Linked DNA regions of Sus scrofa: regions 1, 3, 4 and 5 are each linked to region 2. Evidence: chromatin contacts called from public Hi-C data. All regions are on one chromosome and are shown on one strand. The core of a region is the stretch at or near the end of the contact, and the rest is flanking DNA. Distances in the headings are between cores, read along the strand shown. Region 1 has its middle 27 kb from the start of ICOS. Region 2 has its middle 41 kb from the start of CD28. Region 3 overlaps RAPH1 (ras-associated and pleckstrin homology domains-containing protein 1). Region 4 overlaps RAPH1 (ras-associated and pleckstrin homology domains-containing protein 1). Region 5 has its middle 49 kb from the start of CTLA4.

Region 1 (3,554 bases), core at 779-3,278, 240 kb after region 2:
TGCCTTGGGTGCAGCCCTAAAAAGCAAAAAAACCCAACCCCTCCCCCCCAAAAAAAAGAACCCCAAGCAAGCAGGCAAGCAACCAAACCAAAGAAACAAACAAAGACATGGTTTTTGGCCCTCATTTACCTCTGAAGAAACTAAGGACATGTCTTTGTTTTCTTGAGTTACATCCTCTAGAACATTTTTAAGAAACGATGTGTGGAAGGCAAAAATTTTGTTCCTTGCAAGTCTGAAAAAGTTTTTATATTGCCTCCACATTTGATTAAGGATGTAAGCTGAAGACAGTTTTCTTTCAGAACTTTGAAGGAGTATCTTCATTTGAAGGTGTATCTAGAAGTCCGATGCCATCTAATTTGCTTATTTTATTCCTTTTGCAAAGAATATTTTTTTCTTCTCTCTAGAGCACTAGAATCTAATTTTAACTTTTAAATATCCTTTTGCTACATGTTTGGCCTTTAATATCTGTAATTATTTGTGTTATGTATAAAAGACACACACGCATGTGTGTAGTTGCATGGATATGTATGTTCCTTACCACCATTACCATGTTAATGTTCCATGCAGTCCTTACTTTTTTGGATCTTATTCCACCTATCATATTTCTGCAGAGAAATGATTTGCTTCCACAGCAGTCAGTGTTCTCAACACTTCCCCCCTTTCTAGAGATGAGAGCTCCCTGCTGTTGCTGTTGTTGTTCTAGAACTCACCTTAAAAACCACCTGGAGCTTAGAGAAACATAACAGCCCCAAGACTTGGAGGGGTAGGAACTACCAGGTGATAGGTGGTAAAGGAGTTAAAATGGCACCAACGTTAATTTTTGCCAATTTAAAAGTGGTGTCTAGTGGAGTTCTTGTCGTGGCTCAGTGGTAATGAACCTGACTAGCATCCATGAGGATGTGGGTTTGATCCTTGGCCTCACTCAGTGGGTTAAGGATCTGGTATTGCCGCGAGCTGTGGTGTAGGTCACAGAGGCAGCTTGGATTCCATGTTTCTGTGGCTGTGATGGCTCCGATTGGCCCCTAGCTCTGATTCAACCCCCATATAGGAATTTCAATATGCCCTGCGTGCAGCCCTAAGAAGCAAAATTAAATAAATAAATAATAATGGTATCTAGGATTGGTTCTATGTTGTGTGAAGGCATTTTTGTATTGACAAAAATATGTGTATTTTTTCTTTTATAACAGAATTACTTGCACATGTAATTTTGTGTCTTCCTTTCTAAAGATTTCACCTTCTTAATTCTTTTTTTTTTTTGTCCTTATTGCATGAACTAGAACTTCCAGAACAATGTTGAATAATAGAGAATAATAGTTGGATTCCTAGTCTTGTTTCTGACTCTAACTCGAATACACTCAGAGTTTTAAACTTAAATATCATGCTTACTTTTGATTTCTGTTAATAATCCAGGATGAGAAAGACAGATCCATAAAGTGTTTGTTCTAAGAGCTTTAACCAAAAATGGCTACCGACTTTTATCAAATATCTATTAACTTATTTAATTATTTTTATTTGTCATAATTTTTATTTAAATTGTATAACTTTATGTACCTATCCTCACACAGATGCATAGTTTTCACCTATGGAAAAAAATACGTGTTGTATATACTTTTTACATCCTTACCACACCTTCTCCTATAACCTAGATTAACAACCTAAGATGTTTGTTTCTATTTTTTTTCCGTGTTGATGTAATTCTTTATATAAATGCAATGTGTGTGCTTTTTGGGATTTGGCTTTTCTTATTCAACAATACTTCATGAAAATCCTTCCAAGTTAAACAGATGTTACATTTTAGTCTTACTTCTGCTATTTATTAATTGCATATCCTTGGGTAGGTTAAGTAACCTTTCTGGCACAAGTATCCCCATCTAAACATGGAGATACTATTCCTTTCTCCAAGGACTACTGTGAGAACCAAATGATATCATAAATATAAAGCACGAAAAGAGGAACCCAGCAAATACGCTCCAAGCAAGCGTTACTTAATCTAATGGTGTGTACAGGGAGAGAAACCCTTTCCCTTTAGGCAGTCATGGCCTTTGGTCTGAGGATTTGTAACTCAGCCAACATCTGAGTGCCTGCTGAGGGGCCCTGGGTGGCGGTTTGTTTCACAACAACAGTTCTGGAACTTCATGGCCTGGTTTGGAATTCATGGAAGTCACCTTGCAGCTATTTTACATCTTAGCCTCTCTGAGCTTTGGTTGCCTCACCTTTAAAATGTCAATAACAGCATCAGTACCTCTTTGTTAGACCTACTGTGGTTGTAAATGAAATGATGCGTGACGTACTTGGAAGAGTATCTGGTACACGGAAAGCATGCACTAGGTATAGGAGTGGGTTAAGTCAAAGGGCACAGGCTTTGAGTTCATCTGGCTTATCTCTGACTTTGCTGGTTATAGGACTTTGAGGGAGTTTTTATGTCTGATCCCAGTCATCTACAAAATGAGATAATAATACTCACCTTAAACTTGCCTTGAGAGTAAAATAGGGTAAGATATGGGGTGGTGGTATAGGATAAGTGCTCAGTGCAGGCTGCTCCCCTCTCCTCCTGATAAAATCTGCCCTACAGATTGCATAGAATTTGATTGGCAGCCTGAAGACTCTAATCATCTTTCACACTTCTCTCAATTCCAAACATGGGTCTGACAATGAACTTCAGAACGTATGTTCACAGTGAGTTGGGGCAAACCTGCCTCCTGACTGTCTATTCTCTTCAGGTGGTTCAGGTCATATCCCAGCAGGTGCTGGGGTCATGCTCTGTTCTCAGCCTGAGCCTGACAAGATGCATATCAATATCAGCTGGTTTTCTTGCCCTCACTGGGATACTGCAGTCCTCCAAGGAGATCTCAGTTTCCTTCTCAAATCTCTGTGTGGAAGCGTTTTCACTACCCCCCAAAGCAAAGCATGACAAAAAGTGCACAGCTTTTCAGGCAATCATCTCCTTCAATGCAAATACAAAATTCTTCTAAGAGAACAATTCAAGCAAAGGTATCACTACATCAATTTGTCTATCACTTCTTACCGAGATTTACTTGAATCTGTTGGCAGTACAGGAATTCATTGCTTTTGCTGCTTGATGGGCCTGTACTGTGCATTGTTTAAAAAAAAAAAAAAATCCTGCCCCTTTTTATACTGAATTGCACTCATGCGTATGGAAATTTCTTTTTTTTTTCTTTTTCTTTTTTGTTTTGATTGCAGAAACAGGACAAAAGCATTTATTTATTCAGCTGCTGATTTTGTGATTTAAGTATGATTTGGCAGCACCCTCTAGTGGCTATATTTGGGAATTGTGGAAATCTCTAGTACTTGGGACATTAAAAAAGGACGCAGACATATTTTTAATACTTAAAAATATTTATCAGCCACCCCCACAGCTTATATAAGTATGTTTAACTACACAGGACTCTTTTTAATCACCTCATTACCTTTAAAATAAAGGGCAACCCGACTGAACAAACAGAACACCTGCTTTGGGCTCAGGAGTCCTTGGAATATTCCATTTGGGTCACACTCTGCCTGTCTCCACTGGAGCAGCACAGACCCAGGAAGTG
Region 2 (4,047 bases), core at 1,289-3,788:
CAAGCACAACATTTTCTATTTGCTTCTTTCTCATTTGGCGGCTTCCATCTCCCTCTTTTCTTTTGGCTTTTGAAAGAGAAGAGTAATATTTGCCCAGGGCAAACAGACTTGGAGTTTGGGAGGCAGCATTGTGTAATCGATGTTAAATCAGCCTCCTTTAACTTTTGGCTTTCTGATTTGTAGCTCTATAACCCTGGGCAAATTGTGAAACTCCTCTAAATCCTAATTTCCTTCTCTGTAAAATGAAGATAATAGGTTCAACTTCAAAAAGTAGAGATTAAAGGAGATCATGTTTTAAAACCTCTAGGATGGTGCCTGGTGTAACACTTGGTAAATAGTAGCTGTAATTATTATTTCCTCAAAGGAACAGATATACTAAAACAAAACAAAACAAAACAAAAACCCTATCTGTCAAACAAAATAAGATGTCATTGGCTATTTCGCCTTCCCCTCTAGTGGGCACACCAACTTCTAAACTGGAGGCAACCAGAAGCTAAACATTAATAGAGATTAGGTCTGAGACTCTTAGCAAAATCAGTCTGTCACATGTCTGTAGATAAAAATTGGGGGTTTTATTTTCAAAACTGAAAGAGGTGCTCAGAGTATTGAAATAAGAGAAGAATAGGATTGGGCCATGTAGGAATAACCAGAGAGTATTTTATTAGGTCTCTTGCCTAAAGTACCACATTATCCAACTACTGGGAATTTTTTTTTTTTTTTAATGTTAGAGTTGAACTATCGTGATCTTTGTTCTTTCCTAACCAGCAAATGACCTGTTGTAATGACAACCTTTGGTTTTCAGCAGGCTTGCCTAGTTACTATACTTGAGCATATATGCCTGAGCTAATTTTCCATTTAACTGCTGAGGCTTTAAAATGTGGAAACGCCTCGTGGGCCTCTTCATTAAAGTGTTGGCCTGGTTTCTGCTGCTGGAGACAGCTGAGAAAAATTCAGCATGTGTCATATTTTCAAGACTTTCTTCCCTCCACCTAAATTTCTTGTATATTAAGATGGGTGTAAACAATGAGTGCTCTTCTATAAATCAGTGGCAACAAAGATGGCAACATCTTCTGCACATAGTGAGTGTTGCAATTTTGGGTCAGAGACAACTCCCTTTGAAAAGGCAGAATTAAAAAAAAAAAAAAAAAGATGAGCAAAATATATACTTCAGGAGACCAAATGGAATATCCTCTTCTGTGGATGCAGAGATACACTCTCCCTCTTCCCCTAAGGAAGCCAGATCCTGCATCATTTTTTTCTGCTCACGACTCAGCAGAAACACAATGCTTCATTTTATAGAGGCTGATTACAACACAATGACAGCACTATAATTTCCTTCAGGGTGAAATACTTCACTTGGCTTTAGGCCAGCTGAGCTCAGTGTCACTTAGCACTTCTGCAACTTCTGACACAGGCAAATACCTTCACGTGGGTGCATGCTGTATTCCTTTAGGAAGCATTTTTTAAAACATTGTCACAGCAACTCATTCGAATCAGCAGTTGGGGTTTTGCACGTGACCAGATTTCTTTTCCCTGATGCGGACATTGGAATAGCCCATAAACCACTGAAAGTGACTGTGCCACCCACTTCTTCTGAGGCCAAAGCGGTCATGAAATGAGTTTGGTGTGCAGAGGACCTTTTGGTTCTTTCGTCAGAGGAAACCTATAATTGTAAAATTCCTCCTTGGTTCCATCGTTCACATAGACCTAAGGAGTGTTCCCTTGTCTTTTTCTGATTATGTGGGATGTGGTCAGTCTTGATGTTGTGTTGAAGAAGTTATAGACAGTTAAGTAAACATCTTAAGGAAAAAGCTAAGATCTAAAGCTAGGAACACTTCACATATTTGTCTATTAAGAAAAAAAAGATACTCCCCCCCTCCCCCGACAAAAAAAAGCCTCTTTCCTACCCCACCCCCAACACCTGTCTCCTTGTTATCACTGTGACTTTGCCCCAGGACACTGTCTCTACATAAAAGTTGGGTAATTCTTACTTCCTGAACGGGACCTACCTAACTGCTGGCACGTAATAGTCATCTCCCACATGGACAGGCCCAGTGGCTGCTGTGTGACGGGAGGGGACATATGAGAAGGGTGAGGGAAGGACAGCTGTGGAGCAGGTCTTTGATCCAACAGCAAAGCTAAGACCAGCCAATTAGACATCACATTCTCCTTTGGCAATCTGACCTGACAAGCGTGCCACAACTACTTCCAAAGACTTCCCTCTTTTTGGCTTAGATTGGGGGTGGGATGAGGATAGAAAATGAGAAGTCCAAAGGGGAAAATGACGTATTTGTTTCTTCACCTATTTATTGACTCCAAACAACAAACACTTACTACATGGTCTTTAGGGGATCAGGTGCTGTGCTCAGTGTTTCACATGCAATTTCTCTTAATTCTCACAATCCCATCAAGGAGATGAGTTTCAATCTTCATTTAGCAATGGAGAAAACTAAGCCTTTGGAGAGGTTGAGAAACTTGCCCAAGGTCACACAGATAAGAAGCAAAGCTGGGACAGTATCCTGCTCTGGGGACAAGCCTGTGCTCTTCACCACTGTGCTACACTGCCTCCCTGTGTTAGAACATCTTTAATCTTTTCTCCCCAGGATGGAGGAAGCTAAGCAGAAAAGAAACCTGTTAATTGGTAGATGTTTGGAAGGATGATTTCTTTGTCATTATATTGATGCTATAGTATTTATAGTAGAGTATGTCGAATTGTTACGTTTATATGAAACAGCGAGGAAACTTAAAGAGGCTTGAACAAAGTAATTCAAGCTGTTTGATTCTAACATGTGATTATAATGATCTCTTTCTGTTGGCCTCTGTCTGTCTGGCTTTCTGAAGTGATCTTTTGTTTTGCAGGAACAGTTGTTACTGAGCAATACCAGCTGCAAGGGAACAATTCCTGACATTACCTCCTCCCTGCTCTCCTCTTTCTTCCCTCCCCACAACCTCCGGTCCTGGCAAGTGCTATTATTTTGAATGGATATGATTGGCAGGGACGGGAAGCTCTCACATTTATTTCTGTGATACAACTTATTGAAGCAAAAGCTTACTCCAAAAGAGGCCCCAGCCCTGTATCAGGTTCAGACACAAACCTTCAGGGGAGAAAAGGGCTGCCAATACGATTTAGTTGGAAGATGGAAAACAGAGGGAAGAGGAACACTTTGGGAAATTTTGAGCTCTCTGATGTTCACAGTCTCCTCTTTTTGGCATCCTGAGAGATAGTTATGTCGCAGAGCACAAGCTGCAATAAAGAGAGTATCTAGGATCATATAATGTCTTCTGATGGAGATGTTAGATTTAGGGTTGGTCTAATTTACTTTGACTTTATTTCTGAAAATTGCCTCTGGGATGCAGAATCTGTCCTTAAATTAAAGCGTTCGCTTAATTTCATATTTCCTCTGAAGGAGTAGGTTCACATAACCAAAATCAGATAATCATAGATAACCCAAATCTGTATGTATCCCCAGGTCTTTTACAAAAGTATAAAGCCTTCTGTTGTATTGAAGGTTCTCAATCTTCTGTGTTTGTAGCATACTTTCAAGTGCTGGAATTGTTGGAAACACAAATGAAGGGCTTCAAAGAATCAAAACTATGCCACCATCTCAAGTATGATAAAACCGATCTCATGGTGTCCATAAAAATAACTAGAGCAGAGCACAGCTTGTGTGATTGCTTTTCGGTGCTCTGTCTAGGTTCAAGGACAGCTGTTTACTGCCCTGAACTTGATGTCTGATATGTTTGTGGAACAAACTGTTTACATGTTTCAGAAAATATACCGTCTTTCTTTGTGGCTGGTCCTGCTATTACTCTTTGCAAGATGAATCCTGGCATCTCAGTAACAGTATGTGTACTCAGTGGCAGCAGATATGATTTTTTTTCAAAATTTGGTAAAGTGTTCAGATTCTGGGGTGCCATAGCATCCAGTTTGAAAACCATTGCCTTATGTACTTGCAAGGTAAATCAGGATAAAAGGAAGAGCAGATGGAGAAAAGAGAAATGCATCTGAGGGAACTGCCCAAATGGCCCTCCCCTAGCAGATTAAAG
Region 3 (3,870 bases), core at 1,145-3,644, 170 kb before region 2:
TAACTCTTAAACAGTCACTAGGCCAAATAAAATGGCCTTAAGTACTTTTACAGAATAGAGTGAAACCTGTGTTTAATTTTAGGTCAAGATGTTTAAGTTAAAAAAAAACAAAACAAAACAAAAAACCTTCACATTATGGGAAACTCCAAAATATCTCTTCCACATTTCAAAGAAACAATATCTATCAAATTTAACAAAGTCAGTGGAATTCTTAATCTTTAAGACTTTAAAAAGGGAAGAGAATGTTTATTTCACTTTGAATTCACTGAAATCATGGGATCAAAAGATTCCAAATGAGAGAGTTCTGGTGAAAGCTTTAGTGCTTCTCTGGAGGTGGACACCTGGGCAGGGGGAACAGGGACAGGAAGCACAGGGCACTGCACCTAGAATGCAAGTGGGCGCTCACACCTGCTTTGGTGCTGCTCCCCCTTGTGGACTGAGCACTGCTTTGCAGGCCTCTCTACCTGCAGCACCTGCTCTCCTGACAACAAGCAGCTTTTCAACAGCAACATCCGATTTAGTTTTCACAACCCAATGCACTCTTCAGTTGAGGCTTAAATGGGAACTGATCGACTTGACCTTGGCTACAAAATGCAAGTGCTAGAACAGACTTAAGGTCACAACTACTAGTTCCCCGGGAAGAAAAACCCTAAACCACACTTAGTAATGGATATAATGATTGTTAATTACTACCCTACCTCTCTTTTCTGTTGAAAAATTTAAAAGACTATATTTTACCTGGAGAAATATTTAAATTTATGTTCATTTATAAGAAAAAGGCTGTAAAATTCTCTAACCACATTTATCGTGAAAACCCATGACATCAAAAAAATAAACTTTCAATGCAGCAGGAATAGATGGCCACCAATATGTTATCTATCTGAATTATTAAAAAGTCAATCCCGCTGGTCTACAAAGAGAGAAATGTAAATCCATTTGTTCTATTCATTGTGTTACAGAGCTCAGCTCCTATGATAAAACAGTTAATATCAAAGCCAATTTAGTTATTGAAGGCTACAGTCAAAAATTTACACAATAAACCTTCAACAATGGGAGGTTAACAAAACAATACCTAACAGTTTTCTCCCCTGATAATTCAGGCTCCACAGCCTTCTCTTTGAATATATTCCCTTGTGCTTATTTAAGTCACATTATAGTAAACCACCACAGCAATCTTGAAAGAGCAAAGAAGGACAGGTTGAGGTGTCTGTATTCTATAAAAGAAGGAAGGGGAATTTTTTTTTTTTTTTTTTCTTTTTAGGGCTACACTCATGGCATATGGAAGTTCCCAGGCTAGGGGTCAAATTGGAGCTACAGCTGCTGGCCTACGCCACAGCCACAGCCACACGGGATCCAAGCAGTGTCTGTGACCTACGCCACAGCAATGCCAGATCCTCAGCCCACTGAGAGAGGCCACGGATCGAACCTGCCTCCTCATGGATCCTGGTTGGGTTGTTAACTGCTGAGCCACGAAGGGAACTCCGGGAAGGGGAATTTTATTTCATCCACTCATTCAACGAGTATTTGTTGGGCAAGAACTATTTGCCAGATGCTTTAAGTAGGTCTTGGGCTACAGAGAAACAAAACGTAAGAAGCCACAGTTTGTGCTGAAGATAAAGTGCGCTGACAGAAAAAGCTTTCTTCATTGAGGTCAATTAGGGCTTAAAGAGCTGTTCTCCATCACTGGCTTCAGTGAGGCCCTGCTTACAGCGCAGGGTTCAGAGCTCAGAACAATGGCTCTCAGCCTTTATCACCACCCTCTCCCCTGTAAATGGTGATTTACAAATCATTCTCAGCTGATTCCTTCCATTTCCTGAGAGCAGGGCTACCACAAGGAGTGTTACCTACAGCAGTTGCCCTGCCTTGGGAGTATGTGTGTGTTCTAATTATTTTGCACACAGTGTTTTTATCCCACACAACATCAGAGTAAATCAAAGAGAAACAATCCTCTATCCTTCTGTCTTCATCTCCCTAACCTGGGAATCCAAATAATACCCTGAGGAGTACTGTGATATGACTATCAGCAGATTACCTGCTAGTTTAAAATTCATTTTAGGGCATCAAAAATTATTTTTTCAACTACCCTGTAATAGCCTTCCAAAGCCTTCATTTTGATCATCCAGGCTCTGCACCAATACCTCAGGAGGTAACTTGTTCTGCTAAAATATTGCTATTTTATTAGAAGTGGAATTTATTGAGCACTTGGTATGTACCAAGCATTATGCTGAGTATTTCACATACATTAGCTTGTTCCATCTTAATGAAAACCCTATGAATTACATATTATATCCATCAGAGGAAAAAAAAATGAGGCACAGAAAGGTTAAGATAGCACTCATAGTTGCTCACCAACAAGTGAAAGAACCAGGATTTGAAACCATGCCACCTCATTCCAAAGTCCACACTCCTAATTATTATGTCATACTACTGCCTTATCAGGGGTGAAACTGTTTTCTAAATTTGTTGCCTGGCTCTTCATTTCCCCACAATATTATTCTACCACTTTAACAATCACATAAGAGCTCAGAGTGAGTACAGAGGAGACATATTTTGCTAAAAACCAGAAGCTCAACATTTAGATCCTTAAAGACTCCGAAGAGAATACATGCATACCTCATTTTATTGCACTTGGCTTTGGGACACTGTGCTTTTTACAAAATGAAGGCTCGTGGCAACCCTATGTCAACCAAGTCTACTGGTGCCATTTTCCAAAGGCATTTGCTCACTTCATGCCTCTGCATCACATCTGAGTAATTCTCACAATACTTCTGCATTATTATTGTATGTGTTATGGTGATCTGTCACCAGTGATTTTTTTTTTTTTTTTTGTTGTTGTTGTTGTTGTTGTTGTTATTGTTGCTATTTCTTGGGCCGCTCCCGCGGCATATGGAGGTTCCCAGGCTAGGGGTTGAATCGGAGCTGTAGCCACCGGCCTACGCCAGAGCCACAGCAACGCGGGATCCGAGCCGCGTCTGCAACCTACACCACAGCTCACAGGCAACGCCGGATCGTTAACCCACTGAGCAAGGGCAGGGACCGAACCCGCAACCTCATGGTTCCTAGTCGGATTCGTTAACCACTGCGCCACGACGGGAACTCCAGCCAGTGATTTTTAATATCACTACCATGACTTGGAAAGGCTCAGATGAGTTAGCATTTTTAAGTAACAAAGTATTTTAAAATTAAGGTATGTACATTTTTTTCAGACATGCAGTATAGTGTAAACATAACTTTATATGCACTGGGAAACCAAAAAATTCATACGATTTGCTTTATTGGAATATTCACTTTGTTGCAGTGGTCTGGAACCAAACCCTCAGTATCTTTGAAGTATGCTTGTATATAATGAAATTGCTAAGACAAATGAACAGCTATTAAGAAAGAAAGGTTATCATCTGATTTTTAAAATTACGCTTGATTTGGAAAGTTTTCATTCTCTGATAAAAGGTAAAAAAATTGAGAATTAAAAAAAATTTAAGAACACAATAAGCAATTTTAGATTACTATCATGCTATCAGATTATTTTTCTCTGTTTATGCCAAAAATCAGATTGAGATAGTTCCTAAAACTCTGTAATTAGAAGTGATACTCCAAATAAGTCAGTCCAAGTGCCAAAAGAAACTACTGAGTATATATAACCCACTTATTACTCTGGAAACACAAAGAGACCTGAAAATCAATTCTCTTAACTAACATGAAAAAGCTTAAAAATAAGACTACAACACTCCCCCCATTACTTCCATGATCGTCCTGTATAGTATCTTTCTGTTAATAACGGTGTTTGAAAAGTACATGTTCACATAGCATCCCTAAATCCTAACCATTTTTCCTTCCCACCTAACATATTAAATTACTTTGCCTCATTTCTTA
Region 4 (3,845 bases), core at 1,093-3,592, 140 kb before region 2:
GATACCCATTCCTTCTATAAATCTCACTAGGCCAGTGAAATCTAGAACTAAACACCAAGTTGGTACATGTGAATAAATTTAAGCGAGATACTGCAACATGACCCTTAGAATTTTTGAATAAATGTCGCTGTAATAACTAATAGCTCCGATCTTTTAGTCCCGTAAGCCTCTTAAAGTTTCAGAAAGCCCCATGCCCCCCTCCCCAAATCTGGTTAATAGTTCAGAGCAAAAGGTTGTTTGCTAAGAATAATTTGGGACTTCAGTGCCAGTGCCACCTGATGTTACAATAAACACAATCGCCATTTTCCTTCCAATACTTCAGAATTTCTGCACACCTTAATTCTGTAACAGTTCTGAAGAGTGAAAGAAGCAAAGAAATTACACTGAAGCTATGATATGCTGTGTTGCCTACATCACAAGTTATAATGTGTGTCCATGAAAGATTTCATTAAAAAAAACAAAACAAACATATGAGGGGGAAATATACAACACTGAAAAGTTTTAGTAGCTCATATACTCAGGAATATTTTCCTATCAAAAAATTTATAATACAATCATCAAGTATCCTTATAGACTCAGCAAAACTTTTTGAATCCACCATCAACTTCAGGCAAAGCATCTAAAAGCATTTTCTTTCATTGGGAAAATACAGTTTCATGTATAAAATTCCAAATTCAGAAGAATCATTAGTTTATACCCTATGAGAAAATAAAGGTCTGTTTTGCCATTAACCTTGTAACAGTAAATTCTACTTTATATGAAGTTATAACATGAGATTACTACTTAAATTTGCAAACTGCTGTCTTACTGAAAAGTACTGTTTTATCAGTTACTGTGACTAAAGTACCAGTAAGTCAGCTGCAGCATATACCTCACATTGCTTTAGATAATAAAGAGCCCTTATTAGAATTTACTTCAACTACAATGAATTCTAATTTTAAAAACTTGGCAAATGAACATTACTGGTGGATTTCAAAAGAATATTAACTAAAAACATTCTATAATTCATTTTTATGTTTATCCATGGAAAATATTTTTCTGCTAAAGCCTTCTTTAACATTTAGGAAATAATCATTCTTGATAATCTGCTTCAGTTTATTTTTTTTTTAAGATACTGATAAAAGTTGGGAGACAGATGTTGTAGTTTTGGAATTCAAATACAGACTTACCAGTTTTTTGACCTACTTAATCTCTTTTTTGGAATAATGCCCCTACCAAAGGGATAGTGGGAGGCTTAAATGAGATAACGCATGTCAAGTGCCTGGAAGCAGAGTATTTCAACAAAAATCAAGGAAAAAAAGCCCAAGGGAAAAAGACATACTGTTGTGCAATTATACTTCTGGCTTCAGAGAGCAAGGAGGTAGAAAGATAAGCTACAGAGCTACTTTATTTTTAGATAGTTTACATATCCACATCCCCAAGATGAAATAGTACCAACCTCAAATTGATTTTTCTAATTGGTATTTCTGTCACCGAAATTTAGTGAAAGTAACTATTCTGTCCTGGGTTTCTTTAAAACAGGTATAATTATTGCCTCAAAAGAACTTAGTTGTTAAGAAAAAAAATTTACTATCAGAGTTTTCACATGTTACTTCATTTGTAGCACTCCATCCACCATCTTGAAAGAAAACAATTGCTGATAATTTTAAAGTACAAGACTTCTAGACAAAGATGTATGGCACACATGCATATATTTAAATGTTAATTCAAATAATCTGATTGCTTCCTATGAGCCAAATAATGTTCTAGATGCTAAGGATACATTAAGAATCAAAGAAATGTTTTAAAAAACTCCTCTCCCCATGGAGCTAATATTCAAGTGAGAGAAGATAGATGAGCAAAATTTTTAAAAAGTAAAATATATAATATTTTAAAAGGTGACAAAAATAGTAATATAAAGCAGAAAAGGTAGATAAAAAATAAACACAGGGCAGAGGAAGAAGAGCTCAGCTTTAAAATAGGGTGATTACAGAGGCCTCGCTGGCACATGACATTTGAGCAATCCCTAAAGGCAATTAGGGGGTCTATCATGGGGAAGGGCATCCAGGCCGAGACACAAGTGCAAAGGTTCCGAGGTGGGCTCTGACTTGTGGCAAAGAACAACTGAGAGGCAGTATGGCTGACAAGGTAAAGGAGGGAGAGAAGAAAGACACAGAGGGGCAGGGAATAGGAAGGTAGATTTGGTAAGGTCCTGCAGGCCACTGTAGGGATTTTGGCTTTATACCGAGTAGAATATAAAGCCTTTGGATATGAAAAGAGGAGAGGCAAGATCTGACTTATCTGTAATAGGACCCCTCTGGCTGTCATGTGGATAAGAGACTAATGGAAAGGTAAACACAGAAAACTAGCTGGAAGGCTATTGCAAAAGTCTATACCAAGGTGATGTTGGATTGAAGGTAGTAAAGGCAGTGAAAAGCGATCAAATTCTGGATATAGTCTGAAGTTAAGACCGTAGAATTTGCTGCTGGATTGGAAGCAGGGTGGAAAAAGGAATAAAGACACTAAGGATTTTTGCCTGATGAACTGGAAGGACGGAATAGCCATTAACTAAGATGGAGAAGACCGTGGGAGGAATAAGTTTGGGAGAAAAGATCAGGGCTTCAATTTCAGACCAGTTAAATCTGAGCTATCTATTAAACAAGCAAATGGAGATATTGATTAGATGTATGAGCCTGGAATTCAGGGGGAGGGACACTGGCTAAAGAAACCTGTATTTCCTTGAATCTAAGATGATTTAATAGTACTTTATTGATCTTTATCAGAAACTGTCAACGACAGCTTCACACAACACAGTATCACTGCCATTTACTAACTGTGAGTGACAGGTGCCACCTGGTTTTAGAACATGGCTTCTCAATCTTGGCACTATTTTGGGTCAGATAATTTTTTGTTATGGGGGCTGTCAGATTTTAGGATTGTAGAAGCACCCCTGGCCTCTACCCACCAGATACCAATAGCACCCTTCTATCACTGTCAGCCAAAAATGTCTCCAGAGTGACCTCTGGGAGGCAAAAATAGCTCCTAGTTGAGCACCATGGTTTTAAAGGGACTAAAATGTAGGAGGGAAAGTATGACTTAAATAAATGAAGTATTAAAATTTGGGAGTTGTCAGTGCGTAAGATCACAAAAGGAGTAGATGCAGACAGAAAGGTTTTCTGAGGACTGCAGCTTCAGGGCACTCCAAGGTCAAGAGATTGTAGGAGACTGAGAACAGCCAATGAGGTAGGTCCGCTCGCTCTTCAAATCGCACCCAAACAAAGACGAAGAATTTTGTTGCTGTTGTTTTAAAGACAAACTCAAAAGAAGACCTGTCAAAATTTTGGAAGCTAGAAAGCATATAGTCACCTGAGTGGTAAACACTCAGAAGGCACAAGGAAAGCTGAATGCTAAGTAAGCTAGCACTGGAGAAAAGCAGAGGAGCACGCCAATTTACATTATTTGTAACCTCAAATGTGTCTAGAAGCAGCAGAAGGGAAGGTGCAACTAAAAGCAGGAGAGTTAGTTGAAAACATACTTAAGAAAGCAGTTAATTCCCAGATTTCCTCCTTTCCTGCCACCTGCAGTGATCGCAGGTTCAGACCGAGATTCATTTATAGGACCCAACAGACCATAGCTTGGCACCAGCTTCACTTAGTTCTGCAGAAAGACAAAGACAGCATGCTAGTATGTGACATGCTATCTTCAGAAGGGATTTATACTGCCCACCAGGGACTTTTTTTGGACTCGCCATTGTAAAAGAAAGATCATGTAACTAAGTACTGAAATCACCCGGGCTTAGGGAAACTTCACAGGAACCAGTAGTACAGTTTAACAACCAATAAATGTAAGTCCAGGGCCTTTCAATG
Region 5 (3,938 bases), core at 913-3,412, 150 kb after region 2:
GCAACCACTATGGGTGGAATTATTGGGTCATGTGGTAATTCTATGTTTAACCTTTTGAGGAGCCACCAAATACACTTTACATTTTGTATTCTATTTGCTCTTCAAAAATTGCCATTGTTGAAACCACACATTGAAATTCTAATGGCAAGGGGACACCTACTTGGCATCTGGGTTATCTTATCCCCCAGCAGAGCACTACTCCCCCAGTGGAGTCCCCAGTCCTTCAGGGGACGCCTGTATAGTACATGTTAAAATGAGCAGGATGGAATTATCACTTTGGAAATGGGACACAAATGTAAGAGGCAAAGTCAACAACATATCCCACCATACCCCACTCTTCTCTTGGTAACGAGACTAATTTTCCTTGGCTCTGCCTTTAGGCAGCCTCACCAAGTTCTTGTGGCAGACTTATTGTGTCTATACTGGATTCCCTTGACCCCTGTGGATTTGTAAAGACCCACCACGAGGTTTCAGGCAGGAGCTGTATCCACTTCTAAACTTGACCTCAAGTTAATTGTTGCAGCTTTATCAAGGAGAGGGAAGATGAACTTAGTTCATTTTGTGCCCCAGTAATAGTTGTAACTGTGCATTGGTCTAGTGGGTAAGAACATGGTCACTGGAGCCCGACGTCTGGTGTTTAGATCCCAGCTCTACCTTCTATTGTGGGATCTTCCTTGAAATTATTTAACTTCTCTGTGCTTCAGCTTCTTCACCTATAAATTGGAGGTTAATAGTAGTGCTTTACTTATTTCGTGTAACTGCGAGGGTCACCTGAGTTAACATGGTTAACACTTTAGAAAGGTGCCTGCACTCTGGAAGGCTCTGTAAGGAGGGGGGGGGGTAGTGTTTGAAGTTCTGATATTATGATTATACCTGGGAAATGTAAATTCTCTAAACTGTGACAATTAACTACAAACTGACAATGGATCACCACTGTAGAGTTGGTAATTAAAAAAAAAAAAAAAAAAAAAAAAAAAAAGAACCAAATTTGGAGGGCACACATGCACAAAGTATGGAGAGACACAGCCAGATGGGTTGAAAAAGGCACTGGACTTTATCTTTGGTCTGATGTCACAAGCCTGGAAAATGTTAACCCTTGGCCTCTTATCTCTAAATTAGAGTAACTCCACTACATTTGTTGCATTATTGTGAAGACTTATTGAGGCAAGATAAAGGTTTATACATGATAATTATGAAACACATATAAACAGTCAGATTAACAATCTAAAGTTGAGTTCCCTTCATGGCTCAATGGTTAAGGAACCCAACTAGTAACCATGAAGATGCGGGTTTGATCCCTGGCCTTGCTCAGTGGGTTGGGGATCCGGCGTTGCAGATGGGGCTCAGATTCCCCTTTGCTGTGGCTGTGGCTGTGGCTGGAAGCTACAACTCAGATTCGACCCCTAGCCTAGGAACTTCCATATGCCTTGGGTGCATCCCTCAAGAGCAAAAAAAAAAAAAAAAAAAAGTAGCCGTTTAAATTCTCGTTGTCAAAATGGATTTGATGTTTGTGACCAGGTCTTGGCAATAAAACCAAGGGAGGTTGTGGAAAACATGAAAGTTCAGAGGCTGAGGAAGAGTTGGGGTTCTCATGCTGTGCACTTGAAACAGATTCGTATCTGTCCACCTGCTAGGATGGACTGCACCAGCCTGAGGAATTTGGGCTAATTTTCATTCAGAATAGAATTTAAAACATCAGATTTCTTGAAGAAAACAGTGAAATCTGAGTCCTCCTCTATGATTATCCAACTGAAGCAGAGAAGCCACACAGCCAGCTCATGGTTGTAGCAAAGACGGGTGATAGGTTGGAGCGATAAATTGGAGCGATAAATTGGAGCGTTCGGACCTCGGGGTTAGGCTAACTAATTCTGTGAGGGCTGGAACTAGGTATTTATTCAGCAGTCTCCGTGCGCCATCTATGGGTCAATATGTTTTATTGCAATACCAGGCGAATAGGCGGTGATCCCTTCAGACACAATGCAGTCGGTTTGATTTTTAAAAACAGGTCACATCTCCCTTTCGCTTGTGAAAGCTTTTCTCACTTTTTTGGTTTGTATGTCTTTCCTTTGGTAGAAGCATTGCGTTTGGTGCCTATCTATAATCCTCTCTTTGGACAAAGGGAGACGTTTTGCCTTGAAATGTAGACGTGCTTGAGGAGGGTGGGTACTGCATGCCTGGATTCCATTTGCTAATGAGTTTCTCACAGCCAGGAAATCCTTCCCTCCACATTAAATGACCAAGACGTCATTTTAAAAATCCGGTGAGACTTGCATTTTCCCACAGTTGGCTGGAAAAGGGGATGGACCAGGAATTGGAACAATTTTTGCTTTCTACTGTCCCCATGTTTTATTCTTCGCACCAGCTGGCATAGGGAAGGCCACTGATTGGGATGCAAGGAAGCCCAAGTGTTATGAAGGACAGGGCAGGCAAGGGAAATTAAGGAGGACTGTTTGGAGGGAATGAGATCGGTTTTGGATTTTAGAAGAAATGAGGGTAGCAGGAGAGGGGGATGGGCTGGTGGAGAAGGCTGCATACCCTCTTTACTACGCCTGCAGATCAAGAGAGCCTTGTATAGAAAGAAGAAACTGGTTTTTCATAAGGATGCCCTATTTCAAGCTTTTCTTCTTTGGATTTCCTTGTCTTTGACACCTACCTCTTTCTATTCTAAGTCCCCTTGCCCTCACCCTTGTTGCGTAGGCTGGCAGCCGCATCTCTGATTCAACCTCTAGCCTGGGAACTTCCATATGCCGTGGGTGTGGCCCTACAAAGAAAAAAAATATTGCAAGCATAGAACTGTGTCTCTATCCCCATTGTGCAGTTAGAGGCCTATGGAGGGGTAAGGAGGGGAAAATAGGAAGAAAATTACATGTTTTGTATTATTAAGTTTCTTTGAATGTTTATTTAAGAGGCCAAGTTAGTGGTGCCCAATCACTGATGCATGGTAGGGCTGAGAGAGAGAATGTGCTGGATGCTCTTTTCGCAGCATAAAAATGGGGCAGGCCCTCTGGTCCTATGGGGAAAGAATGGAAAACACTCTGGGGTGGAACTTCTGTTTTCACTCCTGCCTCTGAGGGGAAAGGAAAAATGGGTGAATGTTAGGGCTGGAACTGAATCCACAAAGCAGGGTCTGAAGGAAGAGTTGGGGCTCAGAGGCTTTGAGGTGCTAAGAGGCCCAGTGGGGTAGACCAGCTGTTTAGGGCAGCCAGCTCAGTAGTCAGTGTTGGAATAGTCCTGTGGGTGTCCTGCCAGGATTATTTGGGGCTCATAGGAGAATTGCTTTGGGTTGCTGGTAGAAAGTCCTTGGTTTTGCAAAGCTAGGACAAAAGTAGGTATTGGTATTTGTATGCAGGTCATTTGACTCTTGATTGGCCACAGAGATATGAGAATGACGAAGAGGTGGGTAGGACACCAGGTCTTGATGGTTGTACCATGATAATAATATATTTCCTAGGTAATGTGGTCAAGGCGTAAGAAAGCTCATGACACCCTTGTAAATTTTAGAAAGCCCCCACAGGCTCAGAGGGAGTTGTTATGCTATAATTACAGAGTTGACTACAGTCTTTGAAACGGGTCTGGCTGACACTACGATCCTTATTTTTATAGGGAATAACCCCAAGTGTTGGATTTAGGAACAAGTATTGAGTTTTTATTGGCTATACAATTGTCTCCCCAAAGGAAACCCTTTCATTGTCAGATAACAGGTAATGTTCTAAAGCCCTCCCTTGCTAATAAATCAAACTCTTTAAGGTTTCTTTGTAAGAGCTACCCCTTAGGAGTTGTGGAGACAGTGGAAAGAGCCCTGACCTGGTAGGAGAGAGTTTGGGTTCCACTCTCAGCCTAGCCACTCTGAAGCTATATCCATGAGCAAGTCACTTCACCCACCTGGAACCCAGCTTCCTCACTGTAAGATGAAGGAGGTTCCTTCATCTGTAACATTC

Evidence for each region. Hi-C and Micro-C count contacts between places; a contact is called where the count stands out from the background.
Region 1: a contact with region 2 is called in a Hi-C map of subcutaneous adipose tissue, with 2.3 times the contacts expected there. The contact joins two enhancer-like sites. A contact is called at or near these places in 9 of 47 Hi-C or Micro-C datasets (alveolar macrophages, embryonic fibroblasts, fetal skeletal muscle and 5 more) and 1 of 2 datasets of contacts at active chromatin or transcription factors (skeletal muscle).
Region 3: a contact with region 2 is called in a Hi-C map of liver, with 3 times the contacts expected there. The contact joins two enhancer-like sites. A contact is called at or near these places in 2 of 47 Hi-C or Micro-C datasets (both in liver) and 1 of 2 datasets of contacts at active chromatin or transcription factors (skeletal muscle).
Region 4: a contact with region 2 is called in a Hi-C map of liver, with 4 times the contacts expected there. The contact joins two enhancer-like sites. A contact is called at or near these places in 1 of 5 promoter capture datasets (liver), 24 of 47 Hi-C or Micro-C datasets (adipocytes, alveolar macrophages, brain and 13 more) and 1 of 2 datasets of contacts at active chromatin or transcription factors (skeletal muscle).
Region 5: a contact with region 2 is called in a Hi-C map of skeletal muscle, with 2.8 times the contacts expected there. The contact joins two enhancer-like sites. A contact is called at or near these places in 1 of 5 promoter capture datasets (liver), 16 of 47 Hi-C or Micro-C datasets (alveolar macrophages, blood, embryonic fibroblasts and 8 more) and 2 of 2 datasets of contacts at active chromatin or transcription factors (alveolar macrophages and skeletal muscle).

What each region holds. Positions count from the first base shown.
Region 1 is chr15:107,321,448-107,325,001 of Sscrofa11.1, forward strand. No RefSeq gene overlaps it. Among named protein-coding and RNA genes, the nearest start is that of ICOS, 27 kb to the right of the region's middle. Within about 2 kb of position 2,029, at least 14 of the 83 cell types and tissues checked have an H3K27ac peak or open chromatin away from gene starts, as enhancers often do. A contact at or near this core is called in alveolar macrophages, fetal skeletal muscle, retroperitoneal adipose tissue and 1 more, where this site is marked.
Region 2 is chr15:107,085,488-107,089,534 of Sscrofa11.1, forward strand. No RefSeq gene overlaps it. Among named protein-coding and RNA genes, the nearest start is that of CD28, 41 kb to the right of the region's middle. Within about 2 kb of position 2,539, at least 29 of the 83 cell types and tissues checked have an H3K27ac peak or open chromatin away from gene starts, as enhancers often do. A contact at or near this core is called in alveolar macrophages, fetal liver, fetal skeletal muscle and 4 more, where this site is marked.
Region 3 is chr15:106,915,292-106,919,161 of Sscrofa11.1, forward strand. All of the region lies in intron 10 of RAPH1 (ras-associated and pleckstrin homology domains-containing protein 1), which reads right to left. Among named protein-coding and RNA genes, the nearest start is that of RAPH1, 81 kb to the right of the region's middle. Within about 2 kb of position 2,395, at least 2 of the 83 cell types and tissues checked have an H3K27ac peak or open chromatin away from gene starts, as enhancers often do. A contact at or near this core is called in liver, where this site is marked.
Region 4 is chr15:106,947,704-106,951,548 of Sscrofa11.1, forward strand. The region is part of intron 4 of RAPH1 (ras-associated and pleckstrin homology domains-containing protein 1); the gene reads right to left. Among named protein-coding and RNA genes, the nearest start is that of RAPH1, 48 kb to the right of the region's middle. Within about 2 kb of position 2,343, at least 6 of the 83 cell types and tissues checked have an H3K27ac peak or open chromatin away from gene starts, as enhancers often do. A contact at or near this core is called in fetal liver, fetal skeletal muscle and liver, where this site is marked.
Region 5 is chr15:107,231,984-107,235,921 of Sscrofa11.1, forward strand. No RefSeq gene overlaps it. Among named protein-coding and RNA genes, the nearest start is that of CTLA4, 49 kb to the right of the region's middle. Within about 2 kb of position 2,163, at least 22 of the 83 cell types and tissues checked have an H3K27ac peak or open chromatin away from gene starts, as enhancers often do. A contact at or near this core is called in alveolar macrophages, fetal skeletal muscle, retroperitoneal adipose tissue and 1 more, where this site is marked.